Regions from separate parts of the Mus musculus genome. Here region 2 is linked to region 1. A link is a contact called in public Hi-C data. All regions are on one chromosome and are shown on one strand. Each heading gives the region's core, a stretch centred on a gene start, on an enhancer-like site or on the middle of the called end of the contact. The rest is flanking DNA. Distances are from core to core; before and after follow the strand shown.

Region 1 (6,997 bases), core at 3,054-5,553:
TGAGCAGCTTGTACGACCGACCTTGTAATCCCAGCTCCAGGATAGGATCTCCAGCTCCATCTTCTAGCCTCCACGGGTATCTGCCTTTATATACACATACCCGAACACAAGCACATACCCATATACACACTTGAAAATAAAAACAAAAAAAGAGAAAGCCATTGTCCTAATAATGAACTGCCTTCTAAAGCTCACACAAGCACCTCTGCTCACAGGACATTTCTTGGAGCACGAACTTCTCAGTTCAAGAAACTGGATGTCCCAAGTGTCTCAGACCCTTTCCCAGTCCCAGTTGACATCTGCCATCATGTGAGTTAGCTGAGGGAGAGAGATGAGGAGACCATACGCATGGATACCTGGAAACCCTGAGGGCTTCCACAAATGCCTCTGCCTTCTGATGCTAAAAGGCCTTGGGCAAACTGCCTTCAGTGCCATCTCTCAGGAGCTCATCTATCAAGGGGCCTCCAGGAAGCCATTTGGTGCATATCGGTGTGCATGAATTCCAAGGCAGAGGGTTCTCTCCCTGACTTCTCACCAGGATCCCAGCCATCAGAACCACTTGGCACTGATGTCAACTTGATGGATTCAATGTTCTGGGATTCCAGAAAAAGACGTAATTGAAAAAACAGAGCCAACAGCATAGAGAAACAGCACCAAGTCCAAATGCCTTCGGCAAGATACCAGGAATGCGTGTGCTTGCTGACACTGTCCCTACCGTTCGTCATTCCCTCCCTCGGCAGACGCACGTTTGGATGTAATTATCTACCACAGGACAGCCTCAGAGCGTAGCACCACAAATGGTATGCAGCTGTAGTGGCTAGGGTAGCTGTCGGTGCCCCAAAGCTCAGACTCGCCCCATTTTACATTTATAGGTGGGGAGAATCCAGGGCATTAGAGGCTCGCCCAGGTCACAGCTAACAAGGAACTTCTTGGTGCTAGAAGGCTGTGTGGACTGGTCAGCTTTGTCTATAGTGAATACCTGGCATGGGTTACCTGCTCATTAAAGATGGTTTTGCTTAGCTCTCCATTCAAAGTCAGGATTCCTGGCACCCAGCATGGCAGAGGATGGGGCATCATGGCATGGTCCCATGTAGAAGTGAAGCAAAGATCAAGATGCCATCATCCCCTTGGGGGAACACATCCCAATGACCCAAGGCTCTTCCCTCCTCTCTCTTTGTATAGCCCTGGCTGTCCTGGAACTCACTCTGTAGACCAGGCTGGCCTTGAACTCAGAGATCTGCCTGCCTCTGCCTCCTGTGTGCTGGGATTAAAGGCGTGCGTCACCACGCCCGGCTTCTTCCCTCTCTTGAGACTCCCTTCCTTTGCCTCCTGAGTGCTGAAATTAAAGGGATGCATCACTGCATCCAGCTGACCCACCTCTTAAAGGTCCTCTGCATTTCCACCTTGCCCGCCACCCTAAGAACCTTTACACACTGACACTCGACATCTCAAGCCCAGCAGTGTGATTCTACAGACCCTGCTCTTCACACCATGGGAAGAGCTATGCTATCCTCATAGCAATGTCTTCCCTCTAAGCTCGCAATCAGGAAGGCCAGGGGACAAGGGGACAAGAGGCCAGCAGATGCCATCACAGGCCATAGAGTTCCATCTATCTGCCTGAGAAGCCTCAAGCAGGTCTTGGAGTATGTAGCTTCAGTTTCTTCCTTTGCCAGGAAGGGACATGAAACATGAGTTGGATGTCTGGGAGGTGGAGGGGAGGGTGTCACACATTCTGCCATGTGAAGTGACAGCCCTCAGCAACAATTTTGCCTTCATCTGGAAACCTGATGGGCTCAGAAGGAAGTGGCCATGACAGCAGGGGAAACACAAGGTCACAGAAGACAGATCGCACAGTACAGTGAAGCGGGTAGGGGCTGCTGTTACAAGGACCCACAGACTAGACAGCAAGACCCTGAAATGTCTGTTTATAGAGGTTCTGCCCAGATACCAAGATGTCAGCAGGACTCTAGTGTCTGGAAATCACCAGGTAGAACCCTCTTGCCTCTGCCTGGCCTTTGACTGGTGGCCAGGCCATAGCATCCTCTGGTTTATAGATGGACATCTTCAACAGCTCATGTCTTCATACACCCTTTCCTTCCATCCTTCCTTCCTTTTCTTTTCTCATGAGAACAATATTCATTGCATCAGGAACCACACTGGCAACCCCATCATGACCTGATGACATTCCCTATACTCCTACTCCTGAGTAAACTCACACTCACAGGTCCTGGATGCATTCAGATCCTAGATGCATGCAGATCCTAGATGCATGCAGATCCTAGATGCATGCAGATCCTTGATGCATGCAGATCCTAGATGCATGCAGATCCTAGATGCATGCAGATCCTAGATGCATGCAGTCCGCAGCTCTGGGGCCACGTGGGTCTGAGGATAGGTATGAATGTGGCCCTAGTCATTAGTAGATGGTGAGTTCGTGTCACAGTATCAAAAGGCTGGACACCCCTGGACTAGGTCATCAACCCATTGGGGAAGGCATATGCAGACTATATTGGTAGGGACCCTGTGAGTGGTGACTTGTTGAATTGACTGTCCAGCCCCTCCACTACCAAAGGGTCCACTGAGACCCCTGGAGTGTGGGAAAATGCCTGAGACATGACAGTTTATATTGGTAATCTCCCCCAGGCCATGAGATGAGGCAGTCAACATTTGGGGTGAATCTTCCCACCTCAAATCTAGAAACTCCCTCACAGGCCCAGGTGTGAGTCCATGATGATTCGAGATCCTGCCATGCTGGCAAGATTAACCACCACAATGTCATCCCAAATGGCTTCTTAGCCTTCCTCCATGCACTGAAGGGAGACCCTTTCGAGGCACCTTCACCTGGTGTCAGTTTCAAGGCCACCCATGGAACAGGTGAACCATGGAGACAAGAAGGATCTACCTCTCATGATTGTGACCTGAACTTTGTTTTTAGGTCAGATGGAGTCTCTGAGGTAACTGCTGGGGTCAAAGAGACCAGGACATGGACAAAGCTGCCTTAATGTGGTCTTGAATGTGAGACGGGGCCGTGGGCCACAAGAGGCTTCTATTGTAGCATTGATCTCTCTGCAGTCCTCGGGACCCCATTTTGTCAGACAGGAACTCTCTCTGAAGGTTTGGGAACAAAGACCCTATTCAAGTGGCCAACCTGGCCTTCCCAAACCATCAATGTGCATCTGAATATAGCACAACCAGGCTGGAAGCAAGGGCCTCCCTTCTCCTCACTCGCCATGTGCATCCAGGGTGTGTGCTCGCCATGGAGACAAACCTCCAGGCAAGTACTTGAAGGGTTGCCTTGGTTTGCTTTACTGATATGGGGAGACTCAGCTCCCTCCATTTGAGGCCATGCAGTATTCCGGCCTGCCTGCCGGTTTCCTGTATCCTCCCCGGCCCGGACCATCCAGTGGCCTGGCCTACCACTGTCTGTGCACAAAGCTGCAATGGATACCCTGTGGGTGCCTGCCACGGGAACCGCTGAGTCCGCACCTCAAGGCCCCTTAGGGCTCCTCTCTGCTGCTACTCTGGCCCCAACAGTAATGTCAGAATGTGACAATTTTCATAAACGAACCCCCCGGGATGGTCAATCTTTAAACACTCTACACTCCCTCTGACACATGGAAACTCCCAGTAGGGACTTTCATCTTCATGTACCTGACCCCACTAACCTGAGGTGCATTCGATGTGACCTCGGCCTCTGCCTTGTCTCTGTTTGCATAATCTTTGCCTCTGTTTCCTTCTGTTTTGCATCCCTTTATTGCAAACAGTTATATTGCTGTCTAATCATTGGCGCTTCACAGGGTTGGCAGACCTCCCCCTCACCCAACCCTCCACCCCTGATTGTTCCTTGGCTATGTCACATTGTACCCTGATGCTTAAGTCTTAAGCAGTGTAATTTGTTCTTTGCATGGGTCATTTGTCAGTCCCTCCAGATGTTCCTGTCTACTTTCTGGTCTTGGTTAAAGGTCAGATCCTCGCCTCGAGTCACATTGCCAAGGCCGAAGACTGCACCCGTAGAGATACAGAGCTGTATGAATGCTTTGTTCGCTTGTCTGTCTATGTTCCTATCTGTCAATTCCTGCTTCTCTTCCATACCAGGCAAGTGCTCTCCACCAACTACCCAAGGCTCCCTGCCCTTCTGGAAGCAGCTGTCCCTCTGGCGGGGCTGCAATCCCATGGCACCTGCCTGCAGACCTGGTCTCTTCCTCCTTCCTCTTCTGGATCCCCATCTCCAGGAAGACTGCCATCCGAGTCCAAAGGTTCCCGGGAATGTCTCTCTTATTTTTGGCACATCGCTGAGTTTGCTGAAAAGACGCCCGCTGTGTTGGCCTGAGGTTGCTCTGGAGGCCAAAGGTGTCTGAGCAGCCTGCTGAGCAGTGTTCTCCAATATTTACAAGAAATGCTGAGAAGGGGTCCTGAGATGCCCCCCAGACAATTGTGTGGGAATCTGGGAAAGTACTGTCTAGTTGGCCAGTCATGAAGATTGATGTTCCTGGCCAGAGCAGATGGGCCAGGCTGGCAAACCAAGGAAGTATGTCTGCCTGGGAAGGAGTAGCCAGAGCCTGCTCCCACTCATCTCTTTGAATGGAAGCTTCCAAGGTTCCTGGGAGCCTCCACTCAAGACTGCACTAGAAGCTGGCTGCCTGAGGCCAAGGGACAAAGCAGGATTTCAGCCAATACCTGCTGAAAGCCAAGTGGGCCAAAGGACACCTAGTCAGGTCTAGAGGGGAAAGGGAGCTTGGTCTTGCCCTGGGGGAAGCTACATGGCAAAGAAAGTACCCGCAGGGAGCCATATCGCAGTAGGATAGGACCAATCGAAGGCTGCCTTGAAGGTGGGATTTTCTGGAGCCCCATTGGAGCAGGTCCAGCGTTTGCCAGACCTAGAGGGCCCTACAGGAGACCAGGCCCAGACTCTCTGCAAGATTGCCCAGAAACAAGCTCAAAAGCATCATGAGAAAGCTTCCATGTACAACTACTACCACACCAGGCACCCAGGGCAGGATGGTAACACAACGGTCACCCCCTGTCTATGAGCAGCAACAACAAGCACGAGTTTGACACACAGTCTAAGGGACTGCAAGGGCTCATGTTGGAGTCTCCCAGGGTGTACAACACTATTGGCTACATAAGAAACCCCATGTGAGGGTTGGTGGGTAAGAGCACCCGACTGCTCTTCAGAAGGTCCGGAGTTCAAATCCCAGCAACCACATGGTGGCTCACAACCATCCGTAATGAGTTCTGACTCCATCTTCTGGAGTGTCTGAAGACAGCTACAGTGTACTTACATATAATAAATAAATAAATCAAAAAAAAATGTGAGGCCTAGGGGTGGTCCTCAGGAATGGGACTGACTCACATAGATGTTCAGGCTGGTCTTTCCAAGGAAAAGTAACAACCGTCTCCTCTGACACAACGTTCGTATGGCTTTCAACCTCCCTAGGGTCTGTCATGGACAAGAAGGGATCTATAAGGAAAGCCAATGTGTGTTCAGAGGAAGGGAAAGTTGGACATTGGGCAGTGGGACCGTGCTGAGTCTTCAACCCTACCCAGTCTCCTGCATCTCCCTACCCCCCCTCCCGGGGTACACTTCAGTCTCTTGGGGTTCTTTGCTCTAGACAGTCTGATGCATTAACCTTTCCCCAGAATTAAGCCATGTGCCACTGAGCTACTAGAGAGGTCAACAGGCAGGCAGCATCCCCATCTCTAGGGCACTGGGCAGTCCTTGACCATGACGTCATCTGGGCACATGGTCACGGCATCATGAATGGCTTTGCTGAAAGTTAACTTGGGCTGCAACCAAATATGCCAGAGTGCATGCTGGCAGACAAGCCCAGTGACCCAGTGGAAAGGGTTACACACAAGAGCGTTGGTTCTGCTTGAAGTTAAAACAGCACACATCACTGAGCACTTGAAACAAGGACAGTTTATTACCATGTTGATCTGAGCTCCAGAGAAAGGACTTGCCATTGCTGAGGGATCTACCCACCATGTAGAGACATAAAAATCATGGAGTCCAAAGGAATAGGGCACCTACTTTGCTTTCTCCTCATGCAATGGGTTACTTACCCTTATCCATGTGTCTATGGTGACTGAGGTGGATTGAATATGCTTGGACCAGGGAGTGGCACTATTAGGAAGTGTGGCATTGTTGGAGTGGGTGTGGCCTTGTTGGAGGAAGTATGTTACTGTGGGGATAGGCTTTAAGACCTTCATCCTAGCTGCCTAGAAGCTAGTCTTTTGGCTGCCTTTGTTTCAAGATAGAGAAGTCTCAGATCCTTCTTCACTACCATATCTGCCTGTACACTGCCATGCTTCTTGCCTTGATGATAATGGACTAAACCTCTGAACCTGTAAGCCAGCCCCAATGAAATGTTGTCTTCCATTAGAGTTGCCTTGGTCATGTTGGTGTGTCTTCGCAACAATGGAAACCATAACTAAGACAGTGACCATCCAGCCCCTCTCAGCTAAAATGAATATAAGTTAAACCCCCATGGGTTGTGTCCACCTCAAAGTTGACTCTATGTTCCCTAGAAGAATGTGGCCACTGGACATGGTTGTTGGGTTGTCTTTCTCCAACAATATCCACATGCAACCACAGGGGAGCTCACACATTGGCCCTTAAGCATCCCTGAGCCCCTCCACTCCTAGACAATAGCCACCAATAGACTTGCATCTTTCCCAAGGATATCTTCTCACCCACCCCAGTTCCTGCACTGTCCAGCCCAGGCACCCAGCATACAGAAATCTCCCAAATAAATGTCTGAAGCAGAATCAGCTCATGTGGCTAAGGGGAAATTGAGCACAAACAGAATGTTTTTTCAGAATGTTCCATGGAGACCTACAGGGCTTCCAGGTACCATAAGGAGAAAGCCCTTGGAGAACCCTGAAAGAGCATAGCCCCCTGGCTCCCTATGCTAAGATCACCAGTAAGTCCATATGCTCCAGGTCTGTGTCCAAGCCTCTACCCCTTCCCTGCCCTATTTGAGCACTAAGGGCTCTG
Region 2 (6,997 bases), core at 2,938-5,437, 280 kb before region 1:
AGAGAGCAGACAGATCCATACACCAAACTAACTCCAGGATAGGTTTGGAGCATATGTGCTATGGGAATGCCAAGGTTCCAGGAAGCTAAGTTTCCATGAAACTCTTTGCCTTGGGACTGCTTCCAGGCTTCTAGGCCTGTCACGCGAGTCACTACATGAGTGGATGTAGCAAGGTGAGGTTCTGCACAAGGTTTCATGGCCACAGACATGAGGCTGGAACAGGCATGCCTTAACTTGCTTTCTGCCTTGTGAGAGTTGTTTTGTCCAGACTGTAGGCCCATACGTAGTATATATAGGAGTACCAGCATGGGGCTGAGTTGTTCATCTGAGCTGTACACTGACTCTTGCTCCCTGTGTTTTACTCTAGGATTTTAGATGGTATCCTAGGTCATACTATGGGGTCCCCTGCCTAGCCTAGGTTTCCTGGTGCTGTTTTGAAATTAAATATTCTTTCAAAGAGAACTTGAAATCTTGTCTTTCTGTAGCAACACTTTGTGTTCCCTTCCTAAGGGGCAACCTGGGTTACAGGAAGACAGTGGAAAGTCCTAGAGGCTTCTGGAATATTCTGGAATACATCAAAAAATCTAGAGGGAGAAATGCCGTGAGCTGCTGGGGAAAAGGGTTCTTCCGAAACACTTCCTCCCACTGTATGATGGACATTCTTCATTGTCAGTTTGACTACATCTTCCTCCCACTGTATGATGGACATTCTTCATTGTCAGTTTGACTACATCTGGAAAAAACTACAATCCAGAAATGAAGGGAACACCTGGGAGGTGAATCTATATCTAGTCTAGACCTTTGAAGTAGAGAGATACTCACCTTTGATCTGGACCTTGAGGCAGGAAGACACACCTATAATCCATGCCACACCTGCTGGAAGCCTATATAAATTCATGGAAGAAGAAAGCTTTTGCTCTTTGCCTGCTTGCTCTTGTCTTGGTAGCAAGTCCATTCCTTCATTGGCATTAGAGCCTATTTCTCTGGAACTCTAGCATCTACTGAAGACCAACTGAGACATCCAGCCTTGGGAACGGATTAACTATTGGATTCTTGGGGTTCCCATTCATAGTCTGACATTGTTGGATTAGTTGGATCATAGTCTGTAAGTGATTCCAATAAATCACACACACACACACACACACACACACACACACACACACACACATACACATGTATACACATACATACACATGTGTGCATATGTGTGTCCCATATATAAATTCTGCTATTCTGGAAAACCCTAACTAATACATATAGTGGGTGGTACATGCTTTTAATCCAAGCACTCAGGAGGCAGAGGCAGATTGAGCTCTATAAGTTTGTGGCCCATCTGGTCCACAGTGAGTTCTAAATCATCTAAGGCTACATAGCAAGACTTTAAATAAATAAAAAAGATGAACAAACAGAACAACAATAAAATAAATCCTTCCAAGAACACAAGTCCTGTCTATATTTATTCAGTGCTGTATCTCCCATGCCTGGAGGAAAGAGCCCGGACCCCAAATTCCATCCAGGCGTCTTTCCCGAGACCAAATACTACCTTTGCTTTAGGGGTTGAAGCTTCCCGCAAAGATAGAGTCCAGGCTTCTCAGGATCCCCACTGTGGACCCATAACTAGTGCCCCAGAGGCTGCGCCCCAACCCCACCCTAGCAGACATGTGCAGAGATGGACACTCCTATTCATCTGAGGCTTAGTCTAGATCTGTAATTTCAATTTCCTAAAGAAGGAAAGAGGCCACGAGACCCTTAGCCTATCCTCTTGTGATAGCTAAGGTCTACACCCATCCAATTAGCAGCCCAGGCGTGAACTCTTCTGTGTGAGAGAGCCCTGTCAGCCAAGGGAGCTGGAGCCCAAGAGGCTCTTTCTCCCTACCTGTTGAACTCTGAGACCCCTGCAGCTGCAGGTTCTGAGACATAAGACTCTCTAGCTCCACACCACAAACCTAGGGATTGGGGCTCCCCACTGGATGGAGACCCATCTCCCAAGCCCCCTGCATTCTTGTATACATCTCTGCAAGTGTGTGCCTGACACTGAAGGAGGCTGAGTAGTTCTGGCTGGACCTTGTAAGTTGTTTTACTTCCAGTGCCGGGGATTGAACTCAGGACCTCACGCATGCTAGGCAGGTTCTCTAAGGTCATCCTCAGCCCCCAAGAGCCACCGATGTAAAGGACAGAGGGATCCTAGGTAGAGCACACCTTCCCAGGTCGTCACTTCCCTCTGGCCTCTCCAGGCTTCTTAGAGAAAGACAATATAGCTGGATGTTACCTAACCCTAATTCTGTTGCTATGACATCTGGACTTCCAGACCTGACTCTAATCCTCATTAATTGGATCCCCAGCTTCCAAATGTTTCCTCTTGTTTCTCTAAGTCTCTCTGCAAGAGGAACGAACACCGCAAGTCAGTAGGCCTTCAGTTATATATAGGTCAGGAGGTTGTGGGTCAGTTCTGCAAACCGTTTATTGATTTACATTCTTACGTCTTCCTGGTCTCCTCTGAACACGTGTCACTTTCACTTTGAGAAAGAAAACTGTACATGCCTGCGCCACTCAAGTTAAACTTTGTCAGGAAGCTCCAAGAGCACTCTGTGAGTGTGGGTCTCAAAGTACCCAAGCTGGTAGAAGAACTCGGGCTTTGAGCCAACCAAAATCGTCCACTTGGCTATTTCAAGTCTTTTCCCCTTCTTCAGTACAGTGATGAGTGGCACCCGGATAAAGTTTTTGTTTACCAAAAGTTCCTCCCAGAATAGAAACTGCCCACAATATTTTTCTTGTGGAGGACATTTAGCGGGCCATGGTGTTCAGAGCTGATGCTTTCTGCTGTACAAAGCAGAGCTGGGTGTCACCTCTGGACTCTGCCAGAGGAGGCAAGGACCTTGTTCCTAACCAACCTTGGGACTCTCAGATCTCTGGAATGTTTCAGTACTGCCTGGTCTAAGTGAGTGTTTTGTTTGGTTGATTTTGTAACTTAAAGCTTGGGCAAGCTGTTCAGCTTCTTTTCTCCCTGCTAGCAGAAGCCAGCAAAAAGAAAATTATGACAGGGTCCCATGGGTGAGGATAGAATTTCCAACAAGCTAGTCTTTTAGGAGGGTGACCCATCTAGAGATGACAAATGGTCAGTCCCAAAGGCAGCAGCTGGCCTCACTGTAAATCCAGGTTCAGGGTCCTTTAAAGCATACACCTGTTGCAAGGGAGTCCCTGTCACAAGCCTGCAGCTGTGGGTGCCGTTTGCAGCCCGCTTATGTCAACACGCACCATGGGGCTGGTCAACGGGTGGCGTGAGGATCTGATGATGGATGCATTTTATGACAGCGCCTGTTGCCCGGCAGAAAAACACCCCGTATGATTTAATAGGACCACAGCAAATCCTAACAGCAAAACATTCATCTGGCGAAGGCTGCAGACTCTTACACAGCTCTTGCCAGGTTTCTATGGTGATGATGTTCATTGTAAGCACAGAACAAGCACCGATTCACAGTGTCCAGCAGAGGCTACAGTCTCCTCCACCCTCCTGCTTGCTTGCTGCAGGCAGCCGTGGCTTCCATGCTAAACGTGCACCCTGGAGTAAAATCAAGTCCCCTTGCACTCTCCGTCCCCCCAGAGAGGAGTGGAGCGTGCAGACACAAAGCAAACAGAGATGCTAGCAGGGTGTTGGGATGCACCAAATAAATGGTAACACCAATCTGTTCAGCTGATCACTGTTTTTATTCTTGCCCTCTTTATTAACATGGCTGAGGAAGCATACCACAGCTCATGGGTGGAGATCACAGGACAACCTCTGCTGGTCCTATTAAACCATACAGGGACTTTTTGCCTGAGACACTCTTACTGTCCCCTACTGCACACTCCAAGGCTAGCTGACCCTCACGCTTCTGTGGCTCCTTGTCTTAGCCTCCCATCTCACTGTAAGAATGCTGGGCTTACAGATGTGTCTGCTACTGCATCTGGCCCCTCTGATGCACCTTCAAGTTTAAAAACGTTAGCATTTTTGTGGACGGGGGTGGGGGTGGCTAGGTAAATTTCCAGATGAAGAGTTGTATTGAGGAATTTGTTCTCTGAGGGAATTTCAGAGCCATCTCTATGTACATTGTGATCCAATCTGGGACAATCTTGCAAACAGGGACAGCAAATCCCTGCCAAGATCTGGTGTGTGATCATTCAGGTCTCATCTGCTGCTTGCAAAATCCTGGGAAACTGGCCTGTTTGTCTGGAAGAACCAAGTGCTGTGCCAGCAGCAGACCCTGGCTCACAGCTCTGTTCAATACTGTTTGACATCCCTGCAACGTGATGGGTTCTCAGCTCTGCCACCAGGACTTCCAGTATGCGAGAGCCACTATGGATTCTTCTCTGTCACAGATGTGTCTTGTATAGCTGACAGGTCATCCCCAGCCTCTGAAACATCCCTGTTCTCATCACCATCATGATCTTATTAATAATAATACTAAAAGACCCTCCCCCACATACACACTTTTAAAAAAATGAAGTTCCTCTCTCTCCCTTATGCATCTTTAGCTCATCTAGGAAAAATGAATTTTAAACTGTTTGTAAGTCTATGTGGTTTACTTTGGCAGAGCTGTGGCTCAGAGCAGAACTGGGCAAGTCCCCCTGGGAAGACAATCAGCCAGGCTGCTGAGGGAAACAGGGATCTGCACCAGGCAGGAACATTTCTAGGCAAAGGGACTCTTGGACAGGACAATGTTTGATCTCAGAAGGTCAGCCCTCATACGCACAGGCAGAGGGCAGGCTGACGTCGCTCCCAGGTTTGAGCAAGGCCCTTCCAGGAAGCTGATTTGTTATTTTGGGCAGGGACAACGGAGGTTGATGTGTGTTGGGGGTAAGGTTTCCTACTGTGGGGTTCTGACAGTTCCTGATATTTTCATAAACAAGTCTTCAAATGTTGACCAACAGCAGCATGAAGAGTGGATTTCAACGCCATCGTGTCTGGAGGGATACGGAGTTGGGCAGAAGGCCGTCGCCACGCTGTGGCAATCTCTGCCCTTCTCTTGCATGTAGAATAAAGTGGAAAGACGGAGGGCAGGTCCTGGCTAACGTGTCCCTCCTCAGCTGCTCTCATGTGGCCCACAACCACAAACCAAGGAAGAAATCGCTTGTCAGTGTAAAAAAGAAACTTAAGAGTCATCCTTCATCCCTCGTTCCTTTTACAAAACTCTTTATGTAAAGTGACCAGAGACAATAAATAGGTACAATTCCCAGAACAAGAGAGCCAGGGGACCAGGCAGGGAGGGGACGGTCCACAGTCTCCAAAAGCCAGTTACGTCCTCTTACTTTCCAAAAGCCAAACCAGGCAGAACAAATATCAACTGAAATTGTGAAATAGGAGGAACATAATCACCCCCAGATCTGTAGACACAGTAAACCAGGCTCCCACCAAAGAATGTTTTAAAAACAAGCTTGGAAGGACTGGGACTTACTAAAACAGCTAGGAGATAGTTTGCTTCATCCCTCAAAACAAAACAAAATACCAACAATCACAACAACAACAACAACAACAACAACAATGACAACAACATAACCCTGCAAACCTCAGAAGAGCCCCCAAGATGTTGGCAGTGCAAACATGGCTCCTTATAATGGAGCCAGCAGGGTGAGGGAGTGTTTTCCTTCTCAAAGATTACACAGGAATTAAAGAGTTCCACTTTTGTGTTCTGGGCTTAGGGGCTGGAATTCTGTCACTGTCCTCTGACCCCAATGTGCCAGCCAAAGTTCCTCCCGTGGAGACTTGACACCAGGCTATGACCTTTCTGTGACTGCCCACGGTGACACCTAGATCCTTCTCCATCATCCTTGCTGTCCAGTCAGAAAGACAAGTGGGAGGTCCCCTCAGTCCCCAAATACAGCTGCCCCCAGCCAGGCCAAAGCAAAAGCTTGCCTCTGGGAACTACTCTCACCTACAGGAAGGAAGATGTGGTCTGCTTGACCTCAGGCCCCCAAGTTTGCTGCATAACTGAGTATTGAGTGCATGTGTGAGTGTGTGTGTGTGTGTGTGTGTGTGTGTGTGTGTGTGTGTTTCTGCATCCTGGCTGACCCTGTCCATTTTCTCAAAGATAACAGTGCTGACTCGGCACTATCATTATTGGAAGGGCAAGGAATCCATACAGCCTGTGAAGCACAGGGGAACACCGCCAGTGCTTTCTGTCTGGGTGCCTCTCTCTGGAAATCGCCAAGCTTGCAGGGGCTGCTCCTGCATACCTCCCAAGAAGTCAGACCACTTGCACGAAAGGCAGCCTCAAACACTCCATCAGATTTTATAACCCAGACCCTTCAGAACCCCGCCTGCTGAGTCCAGTGTGGTGACTAAGATCACCCTCCCAAGGGGCAGGACTCTGCTGATCCTGGGCTAGCTTGGCCTCACTTTTCTTTGAGACTTGGAGCTCTGGGATCAGTCTTAGCACCCGTCCCACATCCAAGGGCACAGCTCAGCACAGTCTGTTGAGGCGGAGGAGCTTCTGGACAAACCGGTTTTCTCTGCAGCAAAAACTTCAGCCAAGCAGATCAAAGAGAGATAACACGTGTTTATGCTGCCTGTGTGCACACACTATACGTGCGCACATGTACACGCAGATGGACGGATGGATGAGTGCCTGCTACAGTTTTACTGTTAAAGATGTTTCCGGTACAGGAAGCTCCAGAGCAATTAGGCAAGCACATTCGTTACCGAGGCACCCAGGACAAAACCTTCCCACATAAGCCCTTTTCTGAGACCAAGCCTCCCTTCGCAGGGAATCATGGAACTAGGTTTACTAGTGATCTACTTTGCTCTGATCTGTACTTCCCACGTGTGCATTCCTACCCAGTAGCTGTGGTTATGTGTACTTCTCATTTGCCTATGATGGTTTCTAAACCACCACGATCCCACGACAAGTGCATAGATAGGTGTATACTGACAGATATATGTATGTATGCACCCCTGTCATGACATATGTTGACCAACAACAACAATCCCTCTCGATCACACCTGCACATCCACACACATGAA

Evidence for each region. A called contact is a pair of places that touch in the nucleus more often than the background predicts.
Region 2: a contact with region 1 is called in a Hi-C map of liver, with 4 times the contacts expected there. The contact joins two enhancer-like sites. A contact is called at or near these places in 4 of 484 Hi-C or Micro-C datasets (bone marrow-derived macrophages, liver and uterus) and 5 of 115 datasets of contacts at active chromatin or transcription factors (effector CD8 T cells, fibro-adipogenic progenitors, kidney and 2 more).

Annotation. Positions count from the first base shown.
Region 1 is chr13:51,870,082-51,877,078 of GRCm38.p6, reverse strand. No RefSeq gene overlaps it. Among named protein-coding and RNA genes, the nearest start is that of Gadd45g, 27 kb to the right of the region's middle. Within about 2 kb of position 4,303, at least 14 of the 459 cell types and tissues checked have an H3K27ac peak or open chromatin away from gene starts, as enhancers often do. A contact at or near this core is called in kidney and liver, where this site is marked.
Region 2 is chr13:52,151,496-52,158,492 of GRCm38.p6, reverse strand. No RefSeq gene overlaps it. Among named protein-coding and RNA genes, the nearest start is that of 4921525O09Rik, 58 kb to the right of the region's middle. Within about 2 kb of position 4,187, at least 98 of the 459 cell types and tissues checked have an H3K27ac peak or open chromatin away from gene starts, as enhancers often do. A contact at or near this core is called in kidney and liver, where this site is marked.